Linked DNA regions of Mus musculus: region 2 is linked to region 1. The links are chromatin contacts, called in public Hi-C maps. All regions are on one chromosome and are shown on one strand. Each heading gives the region's core, a stretch centred on a gene start, on an enhancer-like site or on the middle of the called end of the contact. The rest is flanking DNA. Distances are from core to core; before and after follow the strand shown.

Region 1 (5,901 bases), core at 757-3,256:
GAGGGTTCTTCCAAGTATGTGAATTCCTGTGGCTTTGTTTTACTTTAATACTTTTGGATTTTGTATGTAAAAGCAGGTGTGTGTCTGACTGCCTGTTTGTCTGCATATGTATTATTCTAACTATTTCATTTATAAGTTAACTTTTTTTTTCAGTTAGAAATAACACTTCTTGGGCAAGTGTTTTAGAGCCTTGAAATGAGACATACTATAACTCTTATTGAAAAATAATTTATCAGTTCATATTACTGAATCATGCCTTAGTTAAGAAACCAAAATATTATCTTTAGAAAAATAACAATCTCAGGTTTAAAGTGTCTCTTTTTTTTAACACTGCAAGAAATCTTAAGTGGGTCCTTATATAACATGTGAATATTGCATTGTTATTTTAGACTTGTGATAAGAAATCATCTTTTGGGTTAAGAGTTTATATGGAATATGAATTCCTGTGGTTAGGCTTGCTGGTAACTTACAGCAAGACTAATAGAGTGAGTGTGTGTGTATGTGTGTGTGTAAAAGGTAGCTCTTTTATGGAAAGCCATTGTGAATTTTGCCTTGTAGTTTTCTCTAGAACTATCAATTCAGATCCACATATTTATATGAGGTTTTAAAATAACAGTATATTAGATTTGGCTACTACTTTCTCCTTCCCTCAACTGACATCTGTATGAGGATCAGCCTTTGGAGAGGACTGAACCATAGCCATAAACTACTTTGACTATCAGGCTATGTAGTAGTTGAGATCCACCGACCTGGGCAATATAGATGGCTGAGCTCTGCCCTAGCAACTCAACTTATGCGGCAGCTGTACCATCCTCTGGCATAGTTTTCAAGTCTCTGCAGTGTTGCTCTCTCCAGCTGCTAGGAGGGAAATTGGTTATGAAAAATCATTTATGTATTTGGCTCTTAAAATTTTCACATAAGGAAGAAGTTTGTCTCAATGCTATCATTATACAGGAGATGTCAAAATTTATGTAATGCCAACCTGAGCAGCCACCTGCCAAACAGTAAGGTATAAACAAATATTCAAGGGATATAGAAGCAAAGGTCTCTTCTAGCTTTAAATTCATAAGACATGACAAAATCAATTACAAATGTGTTTCAAAAAGTGCTACTTTATCAAAATCACAGACAATGTATTTTTACAAAATATTTTCCTTGTTTAATATTCTACTTCTCAAGTACCTGTACTTGCATTACAGAATACAATAAAATAATCAGAATTCTAGTGGCTGCTACTGTATCCCCAAAAGTTCTATCCAAAACTAAATAAGAATTAGTTTTCAATTTTATGTTGTTTTGACTCGTCCAACAGATTGATGAAAGAAAAATCTTGCTGTTTTAAGTTTTAAATCTGGAGAGTTGGTGAAAATTCAGGGGATAGCTAAAACTCTTTCATACTGTCTTGTTAGGACTCTTTGCACCACAGAAAGAATAGAGGGCAGATAAATATTCCCCCAGAAGGAACACAAAATAACTTTTGGACCCTGATCCAAAAGCACAGAGAGGAATTTCCCCTCCCTGCTTTTGTCTCTCCTTGGCCTAGTCTATCTACTTTTAAAAGCAGAATTTTGCTTTCCCAAAATGTACCAGACAGGAATTTGTTCAAATTCCTCAAAACCAAGCCAGGAAACTCAGAAGTTCCAGGCATTCGTGGCAGGGTGAGGAGAGGCTGTCTGTGAAAACAAGCATGAGTCATTGCAACATGGCTGCAGGCTTGCCCTCCTGGGCCAACTCAGGGATGTGGCTCAGATTTGTGAGCCACACTTGCTTTGTTTTAAAACAAAAGGCTAGTGTGAGTGGATTTTCAGGATATTGATACAGAATCAAAGCCTAGAAAGGTCCTGCATTTTAAAAGAACAATAGTTCTTTTATTGGTATCTGTCAGAACATTCCAACTCGAATTCACTGCCAGGAAATATCCTGGTTTGATATGATTGAATGGAGCCCAGACTACCTCCGGTCTTTTATCCTAAGGTATAAGTTAGTTAATTGTTTTCTGTGATACATTCATGATCCCGTATGACTCAAGACAAAACCTAAGGCAAGCATGGCCTCAAGCAAGAGTATCCCATGACCCTTTAAACTTTACTAACTCATTGCTGGGTATTTGATCTGTGCCCATACAGCAGTAGCAAATGCATTTAAGTTTAAGAGAATTAGAAGATGCACTTGCCACATTAGGAACGTAATTGCTAAATATCCATCAGTGTTAAGAAGGCAGGATGTGAACATAGTGACCAGACAATAGTTTTGACAAACATTTGGTTCTATTTCCTTAGTAGATATGGAAGTTAAGGTGCTCTCTTTGCTAATTTCATTGAATGAATTTGGAATACAGGCTCATTAGACCTTTTCTGTCAGTACATCAGAAATTAGTATTAGTAATCTTTCCAGTAAGACACTGCAAACATTTTCTTGTATTTTTAAATAGTGGTTGTTACAGATCAAGCAACTGATTTAAAAATTGATTTGTAAGGTACAATACTGACAGGCAGACACACACACACACAATACAAAAAAATTGAAAAGCCTACATTGATGGAGAAGAATGAGTTATACCTGTTGAATAACTAGTTAATAAAAAATACCATTAAAGATTTAAGTAAGTGCCTCATCTGTCATCTCTCTGTGTGTGTGTTGAACTTAACTATCATTTCAGGGAGTGATTTTTATGATTTTCTGCTGCCCTCTTGAGCAGTAATAAAAAGTTCATGTCATCTCATCAGCCACTCTGCAAATACCTGATGGCTCTTTAGGGTCCTCAGGCAAACACTTGCTAAGAAGGTAGCATTGCTGGCCAGATTGTCTCTGGTGTGTTACAATAGTTTTGCTAACATGCCTAATGAGGCTATAGAAAGGCACTTCATTCTAAGAATAAGAGTTGCTCAGAGCTCTTTGGCTCAGAATTTATTTGCTGTGATATAATAGACACTTGAAGCAAATTCCTGGAATGAGTCAAGTTTTCATTCTCTTTAACTCCTGTTCCACCTAACTCACTGCTTTATATATAGTGTTCTCAAATACTTTGTTAGAGGATCTAGCAGAAACACAGATAAATGCTTAAGTACATGGAGCAAAAGTTATTTGTAGACAGAAACATCAAATGGCTTGCTAATGTTCTTCTTGGGTCAACCAGCAGAATCTTAGCAGGATTGAGCCTTGCTGCTAGTGGGGCCTTTTTAAATTCCTATGCTATTGATATTCTTAGCATTGTGGCCAAGCTGACTAGGGGTAAGGAGAGGACCATGCCCTTACACTCTTTACCTTAAAGCTCTCATTTTAATCAAAGGTGTTCAAATACCCAGTTCTAGTTTTTGAATTTGCAATGAAATTCTCACATTGTAACTATAAAGTCCTGGCTTCTTTGTCTGTCTGTCTGTCTGTTTGTTTGTTTGTTTGTTTACCAGTTCCTAGTAAACCTTTCAAAAATTTCAAAGCTGAAATACTAAAAGTAACTGTGCTTCTGGAACTGTCTGTACTCCTTGCTCTTTGAGAAAACATAAGAGCTTCTAATTAATAGTGATTTAATGTTGTGTGGTAGCCAAAAAAATGCCATGATTTCCCAGGAGAGTCTAACTCCAAGGCCAGCATTGGTTGGTCCAACATCATATGGATATGAAATCATGGACACTTGGAGTGTTAGGGAAGGGAACAGAACATGAGTTGTGGTAAGTGTGGTCTCATTAAGTCAGAAAATAAGCCTTAAGAAGCCCCTTTGATCTGAAACCACTGCTCCTCAAAGGCAAACAGAGGGGTGCCTAGAAGGATTACTCTGTACCCATAGGAAGCTCTCAGTCTACCTGGAAAGTACCCAGGCACAGAAAGCTGGAAGTATTTACATTGGCATATGACTTTGACATCTCTGGAATGGTTCTAATTTAATACCCACACTTCTCTGCCAATACCAGCATGTCAACACTTCTTTTCCATGTGTGAATAAAACCACTAAAGATCTCACTTCTCCTTTCTAGAGGTGTTTTCTACTCATAATGGGAAATTTTAATCAGTTTCTATGTCTAAATGAATATATTCCAAGTAACAGTGCTATTACCTATAAGATTTTTAGCTTAGAAAATATATGTAAACATAAATATTCATTTTCTACATACTCTTTAATTTTATTTCAAAATTGTACTACTGCAGAATAAGAGGTTTCAGGAGATTTATTGATTTCAATAGTGAGACACAGTTGTGTTATCATCTAGAAACTAAGTAAAGGTCAGAAACATTAGACTTATAATTGTATTTTGTTCATAGTGTGCATAAGTGAAAAGCCCAGAAGGGTATGTTAGACCCCTAGAATTGGGGTTATAGGCAGTTGTCACCCACCATGCACACAGTGCTGCTGGCAGGCAGAGACAGGCAGACTCCAGAAGTCACTGACCAGCTAGCCTAGCCAATCATTAATCACCAAAATCAGGTTTAAAGAGTAAAGTGGAGAGCAGAGCAATATAGGAAATTTTCTAGTATCACTATATGGCAGACACACACCCTTGCAGAGATGCATGAACCTCCATATAAACATATGTACATACATCCAAATATCTTCATCAACCCAACAACAACGGACACACACACACACACCAACAAATGCTGAAGTAAGGAGAGAACAGCTAGATAGGGGGAAACAGTATGATAGAAAGTAACTCATATCGTGACCATGGGCTGAAATATTGTTTAAGACTGTGGCGGAATCTGGATGAGTGAAGACATCGCACACAGGCAGATAAATCAAGGGTGGGACACTGAAAGTTCACCTCACAGAAAAAGTAAATTCAAGTATAGATTTTTATCACCAACAAGTGTGCTTGAGTTCCAAGTTATAATAAAGTTAAAGTGGAATTAGGGAAGCAGCCACTTTGCTGCACATCAGCTTGTGGCTGTTTGGGTTTTGAAGAGAACAGAATGTCCCTGTGCTGAGAGGGTGCGAATAACATTTGCACAGAACATTATCATGCTTCCAGGAACATGGACTTATAGTTAATCTATTCTGTGTTTGTCCATGAAAATATCAGTGCCTCATACTGAGTCAAAGACAAAACCACAATTATTATAATTGAGTTGTATAAATTTTATACCACTTACTTTATTCAAATGATATAAATTTTCTTTTTAGTTTTTAATTAAACTCGCTACGCCCCCCCCCCCAATGTTGGCAATTAAATTCAAGTCCTTGTGCATATTTCACAAGCATTCTCCCTCTCCCTCTCCCTCTCCCTCTCCCTCTCCCTCTCCCTCTCCCTCTCCCTCTCCCTCTCCCTCTCCCTCTCCCTCTCCCTCTCCCTCTCTCCCTCTCCTTCTCTCTGTTTTGTTTTTCGAAACGGGTTTCTCTGTGTAGTCCTGAAACCAGGCTGGCCTTGAACTCAGAAATCTGCCTGTCTCTGCCTCTCAAATGCTGGGATTAAAGGTGTGTGCCACCACAGTCACACACAAGCACTCTCTTACTGAACTATATTTTGAGCAAAATACGTGAACAGTCATTTAGGTGCAAGAGCTGGGCTTGTGTGATAGCTTAGTGAGTAAAGGTGCTTGCCAACAAGCATGACAACCTGAGTTTAACCCCAAGACCCATGTTGTGGAGGAAGAGAAAAATACTTCCTCAGGACTTCCACTGACCACCACTTGTATGCAGTGGCACACACACACACAAATATAGTACTTTTTAATCACAGAAATTTTATAAAAATTTTCTCCTAATTTTTTTTAAGTAAACTGATAAGTGATCATTTAATGAGATGTTTCTGGCTATAAATTGGAGGTTGGCATGTTTCTAGAATCTAGTGGGTGAGAAGTCAAGGATGGTATACTGTACTTACTACACAAATGCCTGAACAGGACTACTCAAGAGCATCACCTTTTCCAATGCCTTTAACACCACAGCTGACAAGTCCTGCTTTAAAG
Region 2 (6,159 bases), core at 2,892-5,391, 130 kb before region 1:
CAGTTATGAAAAGCAACTGTTACTCTTACAAAAGACCTAAATTAGTTCCAAGCAACCACATGGTAGCTTACAACCATCTATACCTCCATTTCCAGGTGACTGGACACCTGCCTCCGAGCTTTTCAGGAACCAGAAATACACATAGTCATGCAAACCTGCAGCAAAATATCATACACATAAAATAAACTAAATGCTTCTTAAAGATTTCTATTTCCTTTCAGATGAAGAAATGAAGGTTTAGATGTTTAAGTAACATCCAATTTCAAATAGTAGATGGACTAAGATTTGAAGTCTAAAATTTTCTGACAGATTATATACTCTAACTGTTATGTTCAAGGGCAGGATTTGTTTTCCTCAAAATCAAAAGGAAGTCTCTGTCTATTATTTTCCACAAAGGACTTGCAGGGGTATATCAAGTCAAATGTCAGATGGATTCACAAAACAAACAAACAAAACCAAAATTATTTTACCAGATTTTCATACTAATTGTGAAATTGAAAATAGGATGAAGAAGCTAAATCTGAAAGCGCAGAACAGGAGGATGAGTTGTCAAGGCAGCTCTGGGCTTCATGTGCAAATTCTTTCTGGGCCTGGCAAATGTGCTCACAGCAGTGTCAGGGCCAGATACCATAGAAGACCCTAAAGGAAAATTTCAGTGGCCGCCAGTAGTGCATGCATCCCTCTGCAAAGTAAAAATGTCAAAAGCACACAAATATTTCACTCAGCTGTGAACAAACAAGGACTTTGCCATTTACAGAAAGGCACAGAAAACATGTGACTTGGTCCTGTGTTTAGTATCAAGAAGGAAGGAATTCAGTGACTAAGATGTTATAAGTAAACAACCAGTTCCTTCAAGGAAGAAGAAGGAACTCCAAAACCCACAGCATCACAAGCCAGATTCACAGCAAGGTACCAGCCAGGACCCTTAGCAGGGAAGCTTATGGGATGGCATTCAGCCATCATTGCTAGTTTTACTAGCTAAAAGCTAGATCTCACCACTATATTTTTTTTAATCAAACAAGAACACTGAAAGCCCTGGATTGACTTTTTTTTTTTTCTTCAAAACATACCATTTTGAAGGCCTTGCCAGAGACAATAAAACCAGAGAGGCTGGTATAATGAGAATTTTGCTCTCTTTAAAAACACAAAAATGTTTTGGGAATATGTTTTTGTTTTAATTCCAGGTATGGGATATGGGAATGCTTCAGACTGATCATAGCAGATACCTATGATTTGTTGCATGCTCAGGAAGGGGCATGATTTTACCATCTGAAGATAGATTACATTTGAAATTCTGGGGACTCTTCAGAGGGTCCAAAAATGCCAGACCCCTGAGAGAGGATGTTGCTGCTCCAGTGTCGATGTGGCTGTAAGCAAAGAAATAAGTAGGAGAAATTGGATATCCTGACAACAAAGTTCAAACTTGCCCCAAGGAACTAGATGCCTCTAATCAGCAGGAATGCTCTGTTTCTCCTTTATCCTTCTTTTTCTCCTGCCTAGTGTTGGGATGTTGGAAAGGATAAGGGTGGAGTAGGAAGGTAGATTAAAAAGAACCCAATAAAGTATCCAAAAGTATGGTTACAGACTGGGTGATTGTTGAATTTGGAATGAAATGCAGATAAAGCTTTGCTTTCATTCCAAGGAGACACTCCTAATGATTCAAGCTTGAAGCTATTGTAGTTCTATGACCAGGGCTGAGTCACAGCACTCACGAGATCTCACAGACAAGCCACCTAGAAGCACCCATGCTCCTCTGAGAACCTTCCAGTATCACTTTTTCAAGTCTCATACAACCTAATTATTAGAACTCTCCCAGTGTACTCTTAGGTCCAGGTTCAGAGGGAAAACATTGCTGCTATAAATTTAGTTTTGATCTCTTGATGTTATTGTTGGACACCTTAGTTCTAGCAGACTCAAGGGTAAAATAACTTGCTTTGTTTTCCTACTCATCAGCCAAGCCCAGTTTGGCACATATCATTCTGGCTTTGCTAGTGAGGTTCCTGTATTGGTCAGGATAAATTAACTGAGGCAGGCTCATAGCCACAGTTAAATGGCCCAGTTACACAAAACTGTTAAAGAAGTTAAAGGTTCTGACCCTTTTCAGTGATGCTTTCTGATGAACTTGAACTATATCTTCAAAGAAAAAAAAAAGAGTTATGCTTACAAGTGTGCAAGACAAACAACAGCTCAGAATTCCAAGCAGTTAAAACAAAATGTATCCAAGTAAATATGTGACTTGGTAATTTTTTTTCTATCATGGTTTTAGATATGTTCCTCTCTATCTCTCTGTGAAGCACACCCTAAAAATGAAAGGCAAAGTAGAGCTCAAAGATGCAACCTGCCTGCTTCCCTATATTGTCTATAAAATGAGGATCAGAATCTTCAAATATGATAGGTAACATGTCTGAGAGGGGTAAGGGAGTCCATCAAGGTAACTCTAGTTGTGAGGCTGTGAAGAATCAAGTCCATGATTAGGAGCCACAGGAGAGGCAAGTGAAATGTAGAATGTAAGTATGTATATATAATACATATTTATATATATATTTCAATATATGTTTATATCTAATATATTTATATATACATATATGTTTGTTATTATATTTTATAAGCATATAATATAGGCTTATATTTATAGTTTTCACTTAAGTGAGAGTCCCAGAAGAAAAGAAATATTGTAATAAATGATGCCAAAAATTCATAGAAGCATGACCTCTGATAGTAATAACTGGATGCAGGTGACTCCCTAGGGAACAAACAGCGCCTCTGCATTACCTGCACAGGTTTTCCCGTCGTAGGTCTCGCATATCCACTCATGGCACTCACACAGTGGACCGAAGTAGGTGCCAGGTTCGGTCACGTGACAGATGCAGACCCCACACTCGCACCGGCCACGGTCATGGCACAGAGCGCTCCCTGGGGGCTGCCCAGGTGCACGACATCTGCGTTCGGACTCTGCCCGGGACAGCCTGCAGGGGGCGCCCGACAGGCTTCTGCAGGAGATAAGAAAGGCCACAGCTAGGCCACAGTCAGACACAGACCCCGCCCCTTCTACTCCCAGCCCACACTCGGTGGAGAAGAGGCCTGCAGCCTCATTTCTCTGTGGGCCAAGCAAGCCTCTGAAAGGTTGTTTTAAACACGACTAAAAATAGCACCTTCCAGTAGACAGAGGCGACGGCCTCTTGCTCCTTGGCGGATTGCCACTGAATCTTAAATGCACATTTTGATTAAATGCAAATTAGTCTGAAGTATGATCCTTGGCTGGCTTTTTGTTCTTTCTCTTTAAAAAGCGCTCATTGCTATCTAATAGCTAGAGGGAGATTACTTGGTAAAAATAAAGAGAGGAATGTATAGAAAAAGTTTAATGTATCATACATATGGTAGGAAGTAATGCTTTTAAATTATACTTGAAGCAGACATTAAGTAGTCTATGTTTTAAAAGTTGGAATGGAACTTGTTGCCTTTTTCAAAATGCAATGCAAGGTGTGACAGGGCCATCAAGCGGGTGCTATATTAAAAAGTGGAAAGAAGACTGCCTTACAGGCTATGGGATCAGACAAGTGTGCATAAGTACATCTTTGACTTGAGGTAAGTAAAAGTAACGACAAAAACAAAAAAACCCTAACATGTATTTGCAGGGGGAGAAATGATATCCGCTTTATTCAATGAGTAATTTTCCAAAGGAAAAGTGAATGAACAGATTATGAAGCAACATTAAAGTTAGATATAAGGAAAGAAAAGGCAGAACAGGTTGAAAACTGTTAATCTAACGTCCCACTTAGTAACTGCTCTTGGCTTGTGACAGTCATCTGTAAGCTTGAATTCTGCTACCCACGGCAGGGCAGGTGTGTCTCAAACAACAATAAACCAAACTTACCTCAGAGATGGTAAGAAGCTTTGAGGAGCAGCTGACAGCCCAATGAAGAGAAGGGAGGACACCAGCAACAAGAAGTTCCTGAAGCCTGGAGGATGCATGCTGAGCTCTGCAGGAGGGAGGGCAGACCAGCTGCACTGCTGCTAGGTGGGGCTTCCACCCGAGGCAGCAGGAGGAAGTGTCACCAGCAGATGTCCAGGCAGAAGGACTTGGGATAGCGGAGCTCACAGGTTCTGGGCTCCTCCTGGAAGCTCAGTTGCCTGCGAAGACTTGGGCAGTGGATCCGCTTTGGGCGGGGTGCGGGTGCCAAACTCCTCCAGTGGAGAGTCTAGGCAGGGAAGTAATTAGAAACAGTTGTACAAGCAGATGGTTTATTTTGACATTTTAAAAAAGTGTCCTGTTCACAGATTTGAGAAAATCTTGTCTTTCTTCAAGTACAGGCCCCCGAAATATTTAACAAGAGGATATTTGGACTGGCTGATTGGAAAGGCACCGTTAAAATAATTCCTGAATTGTGAAAAGGAAGGGGAGGGCTATGGTAAACACGGAAAGGAATCGCCTCCACCAGCAGTATTAAAAGAAGCCCCATTGGCGGCTTGAGAGATGCAAATGAACAAAGCTGGCAATCACAACTTTGTATTTATTAAGCTTTGTCTTTAACCATGGGTATTTTATTCCCTAAATGTCTAAAAGGTGTATTTTTTTCTTCCAGTTATTCAGGCCAGTTTCTTATCGCAGCCACATTTTTTTTTCTTGACTTGGACAGTCCAAATTAAAGTTGTTCCAAATCCACGCTATTCTTTCCTGTGATTTCAGTAGGCAGAAACAAAATAAAATATATGTTTAAAGTGTGATTTGCACTAAAAAAAAAAAAAAATAAATCAGCAGTGTTTTTTAGTCACCTACTCAGCGCCAGCCTCTGATATTAATTCTGATTGTGAGAATGATCACACATTGTTTTGCTAATTACACTTCTATCAGGCACCAGACTCTGTGCCAGATGGAAGAGGCATACAAAGGACAAAGGGGACATCTTCCTTTTCAGGAAGGCAGAGGACTGGTAAACTGTCAATCAAAACAAAAACACCAATTCCAGAGGACCAGGGATTGCAATGGAAAATTACTTCCTGATTAGATGCAGGTAACAATCACAACTAAGAAGGGAGGAGCTGAGCTGAAAGGCTAAAGAAGGAAGATTTAACCTCGATGATAAATGTGGGGGTGGAAGAGAAAAGAGATGCAATTTTATTTTATCGCTACTTTAAAGATAAAACCTGAGATCAAAGATATGAACTGATGATTCACTGGGACTCATGTAGGACCTCAGCGTTCACTCAGAGTCACCCACACCGTATGGCCATCTGGGAGAGTGTGCAGATGGAGGAAAGTCTTGAAGAACACTTTATATGTAAAGGCGTCTTCTGATGTTGATGATCCCTGGAATCAATGTATAGGACACATGGCTTTGTAAGCTTTCAAGTTAGACACAAGCTCCTGCAGGGAAGAATTTCCTCTGGCATTTCCGAAAGTGGATAAAGGTACAATACATCCCAATACTGGCTGCTAGAGCAAGCAGGAACAGAAGTGCCCTTGACCACGTTTGTGTTTCTCTCTTTGCTTAGATCTGTACCAAGAAGAGCTTTGCATGGACACCAGTAAAGAGTTGACGTTTATCAGTCCTTAGGTCCATCAGGGGATAGACTTGTAATAGGTATACAGTACATGGAGTACTATTAGAGGCTTTCTGAGGAGAGAATTCTGAGATATTCATACCAGAGTATGACCCAGAAAGAAAAGTCTGAGTTCCAAGTTGGCAGGTTCCCTGCACCAAATGACCTGCTCATCTCGTAGAGAAGGATTGTTTTAAAGAGAGGCTGATAGGGGAGTTCAGTGGTTGAGAGACAGAATGGGAATCTGGTTCCCAAGTGGGGTCCATGGATCAGCAGCATCAGCACCACCTGGAAACTTGCTTGAAATGTGCATCTTCGGGCTTCTTCATCAAACCAACTGAATCGGTGGTGCGGCAAGAAATCAGCTTTCACCAAAGAAAAAGAGATGCCTTGCAATGTATAGGACACAAGGCTGGGGCTAAGGGTGTCTCGATATAGCAGTGGTCTTCCCATTCCCAGCATGGGCGTTAGCATTACATTCCTTCCCACCCATACCTAAGACAATGGAGACAAGTGGATGGGCTTTCCTGTAAACATCAGGGAACCCTGGAGATGAAGGGAAGATGAAATAACAGAGAAGCATCTATCTCAAAGCTTGAGTAGGAAATTGCAGTGAAA

The links. Hi-C and Micro-C count contacts between places; a contact is called where the count stands out from the background.
Region 2: a contact with region 1 is called in a Hi-C map of adipose-derived mesenchymal stem cells, with 2.7 times the contacts expected there. The contact joins the promoter of Itgbl1 here to the enhancer-like site in region 1. A contact is called at or near these places in 2 of 39 promoter capture datasets (the 3T3-L1 cell line and embryonic stem cells), 1 of 15 datasets of contacts at CTCF or cohesin (the NIH/3T3 cell line), 13 of 484 Hi-C or Micro-C datasets (adipose-derived mesenchymal stem cells, embryonic fibroblasts, embryonic stem cells and 3 more), 3 of 115 datasets of contacts at active chromatin or transcription factors (embryonic stem cells, heart atrium and pancreatic cancer cells) and 3 of 9 other capture datasets (adipose tissue, embryonic stem cells and pancreatic islet).

The regions. Positions count from the first base shown.
Region 1 is chr14:123,527,241-123,533,141 of GRCm38.p6, reverse strand. The region is part of intron 7 of Nalcn (sodium leak channel, non-selective); the gene reads left to right. Among named protein-coding and RNA genes, the nearest start is that of Nalcn, 97 kb to the left of the region's middle. Within about 2 kb of position 2,006, at least 77 of the 459 cell types and tissues checked have an H3K27ac peak or open chromatin away from gene starts, as enhancers often do. A contact at or near this core is called in the NIH/3T3 cell line, adipose tissue, adipose-derived mesenchymal stem cells and 3 more, where this site is marked.
Region 2 is chr14:123,658,122-123,664,280 of GRCm38.p6, reverse strand. Itgbl1 (integrin, beta-like 1) reads right to left here and starts at 4,141. Exons shown (of 11, transcript NM_145467.2): 1 at 3,875-4,141; 2 at 2,773-2,990. The coding sequence starts at 3,972.